2 separate regions of the Mus musculus genome follow, and region 1 is linked to region 2. A link is a contact called in public Micro-C data. All regions are on one chromosome and are shown on one strand. Each heading gives the region's core, a stretch centred on a gene start, on an enhancer-like site or on the middle of the called end of the contact. The rest is flanking DNA. Distances are from core to core; before and after follow the strand shown.

Region 1 (6,311 bases), core at 804-3,303, about 14 Mb before region 2:
TGGGGACAGAAGGCCCTCAGAAGAGTACATTCTGGAAACAGGAAGTCAGTTTCTGCACACACACACACACACACACACACACACACACACACACACACACATCCTCCTCCCCCATCTCTGGCCCCAGCAGACAGCAGAAGAATGGGAGCAGAAGCTGATCTTAAGTCCTGCCCAGCCAAGACCTGGGATCACTCCAAAGCCCTCTTTCCCTTGCCTCTGAACAAATCCTTTTTCTTTCCTGGGCTCTGGAAGAAAGTACCCCCGTGTATGCACATAATGGGTGGTGCAGAACCTAAAGGAAGGGGTACAGGTTGTGTGGAGAGGAAGAAGAGGGCTCAGAACCCTGAGGGGCCCCTTCATCCACTCACACCCATGTCTCTAAACAGAGTGAATTTGGGTGACATTGATGTAGTGAGAGCATTAGAAACCATAAGTCACTTTTGGCCTTATCCGGCAGCATAATTGGCTATATACACCTTATCAAAAATCATTAGGTGCTTTGCAAGCATGCCACATTAGGGGCACCAGGGCCTCTGGGGCTAGGGAGTTTACACGTGTAAAGGCGAGGCTGACATTTTCTCCTATTCAAATTCCCAAGTGCCCGGCCACTGGGGCAGGCGGCAGCCTTTCTCCTTTGCCGAGCTAATCACGCCCCCTCAGTGCCTGGAATTCAGACTCACAAAGCCAGTCTGGGTGCCGGGTGGAAACGGGCAGAAAGCGCAGCTACCAAAAAAAAAAAAAAAAAAAAAAAAAAAAAAAAAAAAAAAAAAAAAAAAAAACCCACGCGTTTCTAGGCTGCCCCATAGCATTTCTCATTTTGGGAAACTGAGGCCCACAGAGACACTGGGTCCTGGCCTGCCTTGAGGGGCTGTATGGACTTGGGAAGGGAGATCTCAGAACAGATCGGCTGATTTTCACCTTCTACTTCTTCAGTGCCTCTCCAACTAGGAAGAAAATTAATCGGGTGAGGGTGGTGGGGGGCCAGGGGAAGGTTCTCATCGCCCATCTCCAGGAGATCCCTTCTTAGCTAGGGTCCTTTGGAAGTGAGAAGTTCCTGTTTGTCCTCAGATTACCCTCTGGGTTTAGGATTTACTGTGTGGAACAAGAAGCTCCTAGCTGCTCTGAACTCCCGACACATCTTTGGGATCTGGACAGGGGAGTCTTGAGGCTTCTGTCCTGGGGACTCAGGTGTCGGGGGAAGGGGCCCAGAGCAAGTTGCCGAGCTTCCGGGCCTCTGCCATCTGACCGATCTCTGCTGCTGCCTGGCAGACCCAAGGTGAAGCAGCCAAACAGCCTCCTCCTTTCCCTCGACTCAACCTCAGCATCCCACAAGCAGAGGACAGGGCTTGAGGAGGGCAGACTGCCTATCTGCCCACCCCCACCTCCCAAGCTGGGGTGGGTCTCTTGGTCCCTTAATTCCCAAGGAGCCAGAGTAGAGCTCGGGCCAGCCAGTGGTAGGCAGCAGGGCGCGGCGGGGCCTCTTACCTGAAAAAGTCGTTTTTACAGTATAGCTTGCCTTCCCGTGAGAAGCACTTCTCCGAGAGGTTGGTTTTGCACTCGCAGCATTGAACACATTTGATATGCCACGCGCGGTCTAGTACGTTCAGCAGAAAGCGGTCGAGGATGGGCCGCTCACAGCCAGCACAGTGCACCATCATAGCCGCGCGCCCCGGCGGCTCGGGCCGCCTCGTCCTCCTTGGGGCCCCTGGGCCCTTAGGCCCTCTCGGTCCCCGCTGCTGTGGCTCTCAGCCTTCCTAGTCTGTAGGCGAGTCTGTAGGGGCGAGTCCGTTACGGATCAACCAAGACTTCTCGGGGTCAAGTCCTCCGACGCTCTCCGGCCTGGCGCTGCACTGCCCAGAGTGGCGTGGAGGGCGGCAGCGGTCACAGCCTCATGTCACGGGTCGCGACCGGGCGCTCGCTCCAGCTTCGAGCAGGTGTCCTCGGCGGCTGCTGGCTTCGGCACTGGCGAGCGGCTTTCCCGGTTGGCGGAGGCGCCGGCACTTTCCCCCACTTTCAAGCGGTCCCGATCCTCATCTTTGTCTGGCCGCCGCCTAATTCGCGCATCCTTATTCAGATTTGGTGACGTGGTGCGGCACGTAGGGGGCCGGGCGGCCAATGGGCGCGCCGTGGCCATAGCAACCTCTTAAATTTATAGCATATCTAAATTGGCTACAGCGTTGCGGTCAGGGCAGAGCAAAAAAAACAAGACATCAGTATTGCCGAGTATTTGCTAGTACCTGTTCCCAAGCTAAGTAAGTATTTACCTTCTAGTTTGGGTCTGGAGGGGTGGGGGCGCGATGCGAAAACCAGGGTTCTTTTTCTCTCCCATCACAAATAATTTTGGGGGGCAGGGTTCCAAGGCCTAGCCAGGGAGAAACCTCCCACCAGGTTCGCCACCCTCGCAACCTGTAGAAGTTGCCCAGGCAGGGAGTGCGCTGTGGTCCCCCTGCTTCCGAACCCGCCCAGCTCCCTCTTGCTTTAGACTGCGGCTCGCTCGGGCTCTGAGCGTAGGAGCTGGGAGACCCGGCACTTCTCCCTACGGTGGCTTCTTTTGTCACTCACGGGGCTAGGGCCCAGCAGGGCTTTTCTCACCAAGAGACTGAGGGCGGGAAGCTTGGGTACTTCTGTGCCTCCCTCCCCCACCCCTATCCAGGTTGACTCAGGGATGTCACCTCGCCTGGTCTTGGGAATCCCGAAGGTCGTTTCTAAGTGCCTAGCTCACTCGGCACTGGGGGAGGTGTGGCGAAAGGGGTGGTCTACCTCGGATGGGTGTTCCGGCAGGTTGAGAGGAGGCTGAAGCTCACTACATCTGTCTTGGCCACATCGTCCATATTCCAGGTCAGGCTGGCGGGAACCGTGGTGAGTGGGTCGCTCGATAGAGCGAGGGAAGCTGGCCACAGCCGGGCGTCATAGGCACTCCCGGGCCCCCCGAGATGCTCTAAGTCTGGCCCTCTCCTAGAGCCAAAGGCAGCTTCGCAGGTGTGTGGGTACCAGCAGGTGTACTCTGAGGAGGGGCGCGTGGGCCTGGAGGGGAGAAAAGGGATCAGGCCTTGTTTCTGCGAGGCCAACCAGGCCACCGCTTGCTTTGGACGAGGTAGGGCTGGGAGAGTGTTTTGGGATATTTCCTTGCTGCTGGGAAGAACGCTGATGGTGCGGGGCTGGGGCCTAAGGGTTGGAGCCATAGAGGAATTGTGCCAAGACTTGGCTGTGGGTGTTTGTTTGGGCGTATTTACTGAGTTTGTTAGCAAATATCCACTGCTTGAAAACTCTCTATTTATAGTGTGTTCGCGATCAAACCCTGGGACGTGGAGGGATTTTTTTTTATTTTTGTTTCTTTTTCTTTTTTCTTTCTTTTTTTGGCATGTAAAATTTCTCGTTTATAATTTCCTGTTAACATGTGCATTACCTTTCTTTCTTTCTTTCTTTCTTTCTTTCTTTCTTTCTTTCTTTCTTCCTTCCTTCCTTTCTTTCTTTCTTTCTTTCTTTCTTTCTTTCTTTCTTGTTGGTCTGTGTCTCTATGTGTCTGCTTACATGGGTCGACTGGGTGTGTGAGGAAATGCTTGTTTGTAAAGTCACTCACAAGCATGTGTTTATTCTGACATGCTGCAGGTGTATTTTAATGTCTGAGTGTGAGTGTGTGTGTGTGTGTGTAGATATGAATATTCCTACTAGAGATCCTATGTGTGACAGAACTGGGCTGTGTGATCCCTGGCACTGAATTTTGTAGATGTGTGTGTGGTGTTTGGACAGTAAATTTTTATTTACACAACTCTTGTAGAAGTGGGGGAAATGTTTGTGTATCAGTAGCAGGGATTCTCCTCATGGATTAGGGGGAAAGACTTGAAGAGTCTCATCAGCGGAGCCTTTTGGGAGACGGTTCCCCGCAACTTGGGTAGCCTCTGTATGTGGGTACATCACCTGGTCGCTCTTTTGTCAAGGAGACTGAGTACCTGCAGTGTAGTGTAGTGTAGTGTAGTGTAGTGTAGTGTAGTGTAGCAACCAGGACCAAGCAGACTGGATCACACCCGGGGCCTCCTAGGCCTGTGGAGAGAGATTCTTGAAGCCTCTAAAAGAAGCTCTGTGGCAGTGCCCAGCCTGTTTGCCTGGGGGCCTAGATGCTCCCAGAGAGCAGAGAGATGAGGAAGGGCCCAGAGAAGACAGGAGTCATGTAGGCTGCCAGCTGAGGCGAACCCACTGCCCCTCTGCCTTTGTTTCTTGGAGCCCCCCACCCAACCCCATCTTCTTGATTCTCCTGGAGTGCTTCCCTCTTTAACTCAGTGGCTTGCACCTCTTTTCCTGTTCCCCTGGCCCCAAACCTTCCTCTCCTTCTTTCTCTATTTCCCTCTCTCCCATGGTTTCTTTCTCCCTCTGCCTTTTTGCCCTATTTGGAGTCTGGCATCCATCAAAACACTTCAAAGGCCTCTTCCCATTATGCATTGCTGTTGAGATGTGTGGAGAAAAACTCACACCCTGACACTACAGTCCCTCAACCCCCCTCCTCCTCCTCTTCCTCTTCTTCCTCCTCCTCCTCCTTCTCCTCTTCCTCCTCCTCCTCTTCCTCCTCCTCCTCTTCCTCCTCCTCCTCCTCCTCCTCCTCCTCCTCCTCCTCCTCCTCCTCCTCCTCCGCATCCCTCCTCTATCCATTTGTGGCCACACACTCCCTCAAGTCACCACAATGAATAGCCAGAGTTCTGCCCATCCAGCCCCGGCTGAGTCTTTACTCTTGGACAAACCCATCAGCTGACTTCTCCTGGAATGTCAACGTGTAGTCCACGCCCCAGCAACTGAATGCCAAACCAGGGAGAGAACTGTCGTGGAGAGCAACTACCCTGGGAGTCCCCCAAGTCTGGCTGTGGGTGGGCCACCTGGGGCTGAGCCGGATGGTTGTAGCATTTGAGGGTTGGTTGGGCTTACAGAAGGCCCACAAGGGCTCAAAGGATTGGCCTACACACAGCCCTTCAGAGTCACCTGGGTGTTTCACCCATTCATGTGGTCCAGCCCCATTTACAGACACCCCCCCCACACACACACACACAAACACAAGCCAGCCTGGCAGCCACCACAGCTTCCTCCACATCACTATAGCTTTCGGAAAAATAGCAGACCAGCTATTTTATATATTATCCCGCCCCAACAGCACTGACAGATGGCCACCCGGCAGTGAAATTCCCTCCTATATGTAACTAATAAACGCTTCTGTCTTAACAGGGTGATGCGCCAAGACTCAATGTCACTTATACAGGATGTTGATGGAATTTACTATATAAAAAAAATCTCCCTTCTAGAGTAAAGAGTATCAACATTACAGCTCGACAGACGGTGCGGGGATAAATGAAACAGACAAAAGACAAACAAGATAATAATCTGTTTCCAATCACTTAAGCCCTGTAGAGTTAGTAAAATGTTGCTTGCATATTCCCCCTTGAGTTCGGTAATTAATTACTGGCGAAGAGACGCACACCTCCCGACTGGAGTGGGAGCTTCCAGGCCCGGAGAGTCTGGGCTTGGGGGGGTGTCTTTCTCGCGGTCTCCAGCTGGGGACACTGGACAGCAGTGGAGGAAGGAGGTGCCTCTTGCGCAGGCCGAGAAGAACCTTTTCCTCGTCGCACCTATACTCCTCTCCCCGTGCCTCTGAGATTCTTCAACTAACAAGAAAGGGGCCCATCTCCGATTGCCTGAGTCCTTCTAAGTCTTCTTAAGTCTCGGATCCATCAGAATGGCCTGATTTTTTTTTTTTTTTGAGAAGGGGCAGACTGGAGGCTCCAACAGCGCGCGCGCGGGGCGGGGGCGGGGGTGGGGAAGGGGAAGGGGAAATCCAGGAGCTTTGCCCCTGCCCTTTTCTCCCGGAAGCATCTCAGGTGTCGCAGCAGCCGGTCTTCTCCCGACCTTGATCATTTACCCCCCCCCCCATCACGTATCCTCATCCCCCCCCCCAACTCCCCCACCAAGAGCCAGCGAAGCTTTAACATTAAACAAACGCAGCGAGCGCCTGGGAGCTGCGCTCTCGGCCGGGTCTGCGCGGCAGCGGCGGCGGCGTTACAAATTGTAAATTTAAATTGCTCTCCGGATTCATTACTTCCCCTCTTTGATTTCAGCCAGCCGTGAAAAATTATACTGGTGTACCACTGAGAAACTGCTTTGCCGCAAAGAGCCTGCGCCTAATCACTGGCTTTCTCCCTCCGACAAGAGTGTAATTATTTTGTTTTGGGTGTAAATATAGGCGGCCCCGCGCACAGACACTCAGCATCCCGTCGCGCACGGCCCGCCGCCCAGAGGCATAGGCCCGGGGTAGGAGCGGGCGTGGAGACCAG
Region 2 (6,245 bases), core at 967-3,466:
CCTGGGAGGGTCTGCAGGGCTAGCACCCAGTTCTGGCGCCAAAGACTACTACTGTCTAAAGACTCTGAGGCGGCAGCCTAGACAGGCCCGTCGCCACCCGCGGGGGCGAGCCACGTGGCTATAGAGGGTTTCCTGGATCCCTCAGGCCACCAGCGTCTGCCTGCAGCACGTCTTGGCTTCGGCTCACCAACCGTAGTTCCGTGATAAATAAATGTCTGCTCGCCTAAGAAAGGAGAGTGCTATCTAGATGGTCTTGGTAGCCTCAGTACCTTTTCAGAGACAGGGGGACGATAAGTGACACCATGACGGTAGGAAACAGCTCAACACACTCTTGAAATAACGCGGGAGACACCCCCACCCCAACCCGGACCAAAGATCTAGATGTCCTTAGGATGAATCACCACCATCTTCCAGATCTGGGACTCACCCCGGAGGAAGGAAGATCTCAGGAGGTCATATGCCTCCGGGATACCTCTCAAGAGGGTCCTCAACCAGACAAGAAAAGAAAAGAAAAGAAAAGAAAAGAAAAGAAAAGAAAAGAAAAGAAAAGAAAAGAAAAGCAAGGCGACGTCCATAATCGCCACTAAACCCTGTCCTTTACTGACATCATTCTATACGGTCACGGAAACGATGCCAACCACGCAGATTCATAAGGTTCTTAAAAATGGTAATTTGGAGTAAAATGTAACTCAAAGAACTTTGAATCATTCATTAGCACCTTATAATTACTCTGCTAATTAGGTTGACACGGCACTTAATCAGGAGTAATACGCCGGCTTGTCACTGGCGCTTCCCATTACTCTGACATTCAACAAGAGACAGGTTGGAGACGTCCTGAAGAAAGAATGCAAGTTGATACCCTCCGACAAGGCGGCGTCACAGTCGCGTTCCAGGTCCCAAATGGATCGGCGGTGACTGTTTCCTTTCCAAAACCAAGGCCTGCCACAGTGGGGAGGGGATGGAAGCATTGGAGGGAGGAGCTGCGGGAGCTCAGGCTGCGGACCAGCCACCCAGTTCCCGCGGCCCCACAGCAGCCTGATGCCGCAGGGAACCACAGCTGCCCGCGCCGCTGGAGAACGCCTCGCCCGGGGTTTTTCCCGGTTCGGGAGAAAGTGCTTGGCCCGGCATTTCTTCCAGCACAGGCTCTGACTGGAGACAAAGCGGGATTTGGAGCCAAAGGCCCGATCCTTCCCGACAGGGGGGTCAAAGATGTAGCCCCCCAGCTCAGTGCCTCTCCTGGATCTGCTACCCGGTTGGACCGAGCTGGAGCGCACCGGCTCCTGTGGGGAGAGTAGAGCTCAGACGTTGCAGGCCCACGCGGAGCTCTGGCTCTGGTGTCACACACTTCCCCGTGGGGTCCCTCAGCACCTCTATCCCCTGCTCCTCGTGTTTCCGCTCTGCTCAAGCGTGCTTGGGAACCGTGCGAGCGGGGCTGCGCTGCAGGCCACCGGGAGCCGCAGGATCCTTTTGCCCTTCGCGGCCTCTCCACTCACCCTCCAATCTGACTTAGCACGGGCACATCTAACGATCCGTACTGCTTCCCCGCTTCCCGCCCGGGGGCTCCCTTCTCCAGTGCCCTTCTGGTCTCTCCCCATCTCCCTGGCCGGGTACTCGTTACAGTGGGTACCACTTGGACCCCTGGAGTAGGCGTTGGGCTCAGGGCTGCGGGCGCACCGAGGTTCGGTTCTCAAAAGAGCAGCGGGGTTCGAGGCGCGCTGCTGACGGGCTGGCCAGGAGCGCGCCCATTGGCTCCCGGCACGCCGGCGTCGCTGGCTGGCGCGCAGCGGCCAATGGGGCGCGGGGCCCGGGCGGCGGGGGCGCGGGCGGGGAGCGGCGGCGGGGGCCGTGACGTCACGGGAGGGGGTCGGCGCCGCCCGCGAGCCCGCGGATGACAAGCCAACGCGCGGGGCAGCGGCGGGAGTCGCCGGGCGCCGCCTGTCCGCGGTCTCCTGCGCCCGCGCTTGCTCCTTCGCTGCTTCTCCTCCTCCCGGGGCGGCGGCGGCCGCGTTCGCTCCGCAACTTTCCAACAAAGTTCAGAAACTCGGCTCCGGGACTGCCGGGTCACGCACGGCGGTCACCTCCGGGACCGCCCGGCCTTAGCGGTCGCTGCACCTGCTCCGGCCGCCGCCGCCGCCGCCCGGGATCGGGCAGTGGGCAGACCCAGGCGGCGGCGGTGGCGGTGCAGGTGGCGGCGGCGGGGTTGCTCCAGCGGCCAGCATCTTAGTCTCGGTGCTGCTCTCCGCTGCCACCGCCCACGTGCGCGGTGGTCCAGCGGAGCGGAGCACACCTTCCCGCTTGTGGCATTTGGGGGCTTTCCCCTCAAATTTTTTTCTCTTTACTTTTTGTATAAGGGGGAAAAGTTGAGTCGAAAGTGCCCACCAATTGTCACCTCCCATTATCCTTCATTCCCTCCCCACTTTTTTTTTTTTTTAAAGCAGTGTCAACGCTTTTTAGTGTCTATTTTGTTTTACGATCGGTAGTTTCCCTTGCTTGGTCCCGGCGGCGGCTGATCCGCGGAGTAGCGTGGACCTCATGTAGAAATGACAGCAATGGAAGGGGCCAGCGGGTCGAGTTTTGGAATAGACACTATTTTGTCCGGTGCCGGTTCCGGGAGCCCCGGCATGATGAACGGGGATTTCCGATCGCTCGGTGAAGCGAGGACAACGGATTTTAGGAGCCAGGCCACCCCGTCACCCTGTTCGGAGATTGATACCGTGGGAACGGCGCCCTCTTCACCGATCTCGGTCACCCTGGAACCCCCGGAGCCGCATCTTGTGACAGACGGACCCCAGCATCACCATCACCTCCACCACAGCCAACAGCCGCCGCCACCATCCGCGGTCCCCGCGCAAAGTTTGCAGCCTTCGCCCCAACAGCAACCGCCGCCGCAGCCGCAGTCAGCAGCCCAGCAGCTGGGCTCGGCCGCCGCGGCCCCCAGGACTTCCACCTCTTCCTTTTTAATTAAGGACATCTTGGGAGACAGCAAACCCCTGGCGGCTTGTGCACCCTACAGCACCAGCGTTTCTTCTCCTCATCACACCCCGAAGCAGGAGAGCAACGCGGCACACGAGAGCTTCAGGCCAAAGCTTGAGCAGGAGGACGGCAAAACCAAGCTGGACAAGAGAGAAGACCCCCAGAGCGACATCAAATGCCACGGTGAGTTGCGCCGGAGCTGCCCGGGTCACTTGAGTGACCGCCGAAGGAGAGGGGCCTAGGCGTGCGATTTAGCGACGCACCTTAAGTTCTGTTGGTTACATTTCTGCCCCACAACCTTTGCGGCCATCCGGCTCCGTTCTTTGTTTTACTTAATTTTAAATGTGCTGGAGGAAGGTGGTAACTGAAGAGATAGGATGGGAGACACTTTTCGTTGAAAACAGAGGCTTACTTGGGATTTTTTTTTTTTCTTCTTTTAGCTGAGACCTTGGGAATGGGAGTGGGAAGGGGTGGAGAGAAGCTGGTAGCCAGTTGTGGTTGTCTAGGTCTGTGATCACAACTTGATGTTTATTTTTGAATGCAATACCACCCCAGTATTTTCCAAATGCCCCCTCCATGTTTTCTAAATGCCGTCACAGGAATTGTCTGATTTAATGTTAGAAAAATTTCCAACATTATTACAGGAGCAATTCATTTTTACTAATTGATGATTAATACAGAAAACAAATCATAGCCTGTTTTTTAAGAACACCCTTCTCACCGATACCCCTCTTCTGGCCCTTTCCAATAACAAATATTTGTGAAAACTAAATTTTATGGAATTTGTTTTTGTAAAATCAAGACAACAATGGAAATTTATCTTTTAATACCCTATTTTCGTCTTGGGCAATTTCAATTTCATAAGTAACTGTTCTTGTCTTTGCATTGCAAAAGATTTTAAAACACCAGGGAGATTTCCCCCATCTTTAGTGGTATTATTATTATTATTATTATTATTATTAATGCTTAATTTTTCTCTGGTAAGGATTGCAATCTAGAAGGTTCCTACCTTCTAGGACATGGGCTCTTCATTTTACTGTTTATAGCATTAGCATAATAGTGCCCCAAACAGATGTACAGTCTGGTCTGGCGATTTCTCGTTCACCAACCTCCCCAGTGGGTCAATTAGAGAGATTATTGTTCTTCCTGCAGGGAAGATCAAGGAGTACTGCACAAACCGGTACAAACGGAGAGGGATTGACATATCGATTTCCTAGCATTTCAGCAAAAAACCAAACTTGACAAATAGAATCCGGAAATTTCTGTGCTGTCACCTGGATGGGCTCAAGTGTTTTTTGAGCTCAGTTCAGTGACACATTCTCTCTGAAGCTTGGAAGGGACCCGATACAGAGGAGGTCTGCAGAAGGTTTGAGTCTTAACATTTTCCAAATGCATCTGAAAAGAAACAAAGGCATCTAAGTTCCAGCTAGCAGGAAAAATATTAGAGCAACGTCCTGAAGTCTGCCTGTCTTGAAAACAGAGTAGAAAGACTTTGGAGAGTGCCTTACAAAGAACATCCCTTTGAAAACAACAAAGAGGAGCATAACATAACCTCCTCTCAGACCAAAGAGAACTAGAAACAGGAGACCACAGACACTTAAACTCTCTCAGGCCTCTCTGCTCTCCAAGGCCCAGGAAAGGGTGTGGGGGTGTGGAGGTGTGTGCCAGGTGGACACTCCTCTCTTCCTCGGTTCAGGCTGATTTACAGAACCCTGTCACTGTTTCTACCCTAGGAACAAAGGAGGAAGGAGACCGGGAGATTACAAGTAGCCGAGAGAGTCCCCCCGTGAGAGCCAAGAAACCTCGAAAGGCCAGGACAGCTTTCTCAGACCACCAGCTCAACCAGCTGGAGCGTAGCTTTGAGCGGCAGAAGTACCTAAGTGTCCAGGACCGAATGGACCTGGCGGCCGCACTCAACCTCACTGACACCCAAGTCAAGACCTGGTACCAGAACCGAAGGTGAGGAGAGCCACTGGGTCCCTGCAGGCCAGGCCGGTACCATCTTCTCTCCTGGAGATGCGGGACAGAGAGTCACAGGGTCTGTAGTGGGTATTCTTGGGGCAGAGGTTAGGCACACATCCAAATGGGAGTGACTGAGGACACCGGGAGTTTGAACACTTTTGTGCTCTAAATGTCTTAACATTTGGTTCTCTCTCCCTGCCCCCCAGAAACTCGAGGCACCACAGTTTCCCTCATTTTGTCCTCAAGTCAAGCCGCACTCAGGTTGAAATATCTGTGTAACTGACACCCAGGAGGAATCTGTGTGCGCAGAGTACCCTTAGAACTGCCACAAGCTGGCTCCAAATATCTGTGTCAAGCAACATGGCCTAGCTATTGAGATCTTCACAGAGCTGTCCCACCAGCCTTGGCTTAAATGTTAGGCAGTTGGGAAAGCCAAAGTCCAAGCCTTGGTTGCCATAACATGGAAGATCAGGGAAACCCATCTGGATTAGAGCTGGACTGGAGGCCATGGGCTGGAGAATCAGGCAGCTGCTTGAGCATCTACTCAACAGTGTGCGTGGGGGAAGGGGAGGGAATTGTCTGTCCCCATGTCCTGGCTGTTTCTGCAGTCTCATAAAGAGGAAGGGTGGGGAGGGGACACAAACCCTGTCCCATGTGACTGATTAAAAAAAGACATTAAGAAAGTGTCTGGCCTCACCCTGGTGGCTAGGGACAGACTTGGGCAGTAGGAGTTGAGGTTATGTCCTGTTTCCACACCTGGTGCTAAACTCTCTAGGCTCAATTCTCTGCCCCCTCTGTCGTTTGTGTCCTAATCGTTCATAAGTGGGGTTGGAAATGCCCGTCCAGTTGTCATCTTACCATAATTTTCTGTCTCATTACATACGGTTTCAGCCACCCTAATTCTGTCGGAGAACATTAGTGTCATCTGTAGCCAATTTAAAACCGGCGACATGTTTATTAATTTGGCTAGAGCTGCTGGGTATGGATGCTCCACCAGGCTTGCCTTCCTAGGGCATTCGAGTAAAGTCCTCTCTCCCAGCTTGGTGCAGTGGGAAGAGAGGAGACCCCCTCCCCCCAAAAAAAATGGATCACAGGGTTTAAGCACTACTTTCTCTTTTAAGGAGAGAATATCTTGAGACCCATTTCCTTCCACCTAGAATGGTCGGAGGTACCGCTCCCTAGGGAGAGCTCACTCTCAAACGAATTCCAGTTTGAACCTCGTCGCCCTTCTTCCCTAAGCCTGTAATGCCTGGTCAGACTTAGGGAGGAACTGTCCCGGCAGCCATGGAGAGTGCAAACCCGGAGTGTCA

Evidence for each region. Hi-C and Micro-C count contacts between places; a contact is called where the count stands out from the background.
Region 1: a contact with region 2 is called in a Micro-C map of embryonic stem cells, with 40 times the contacts expected there. The contact joins the promoter of Lhx5 here to the promoter of Barhl2 in region 2. A contact is called at or near these places in 1 of 39 promoter capture datasets (hippocampal neurons) and 4 of 484 Hi-C or Micro-C datasets (all in embryonic stem cells).

The regions. Positions count from the first base shown.
Region 1 is chr5:120,427,628-120,433,938 of GRCm38.p6, reverse strand. It overlaps Lhx5 (LIM homeobox protein 5), which reads right to left and starts at 2,053. Exons shown (of 5, transcript NM_008499.5): 1 at 1,486-2,053. The coding sequence starts at 1,658. It overlaps Gm27199 (predicted gene 27199), which reads left to right and starts at 2,172. Exons shown (of 2, transcript NR_166585.1): 1 at 2,172-2,252. Gm31976 (a long non-coding RNA gene) reads left to right here and starts at 2,259. Exons shown (of 2, transcript XR_878743.1): 1 at 2,259-2,859.
Region 2 is chr5:106,454,137-106,460,381 of GRCm38.p6, reverse strand. Barhl2 (BarH like homeobox 2) reads left to right here and starts at 2,216. Exons shown (of 3, transcript NM_001005477.1): 1 at 2,216-3,156; 2 at 4,707-4,932. The coding sequence starts at 2,541. It overlaps Gm33151 (a long non-coding RNA gene), which reads right to left and starts at 1,790. Exons shown (of 2, transcript XR_389476.3): 1 at 1,494-1,790; 2 at 643-939.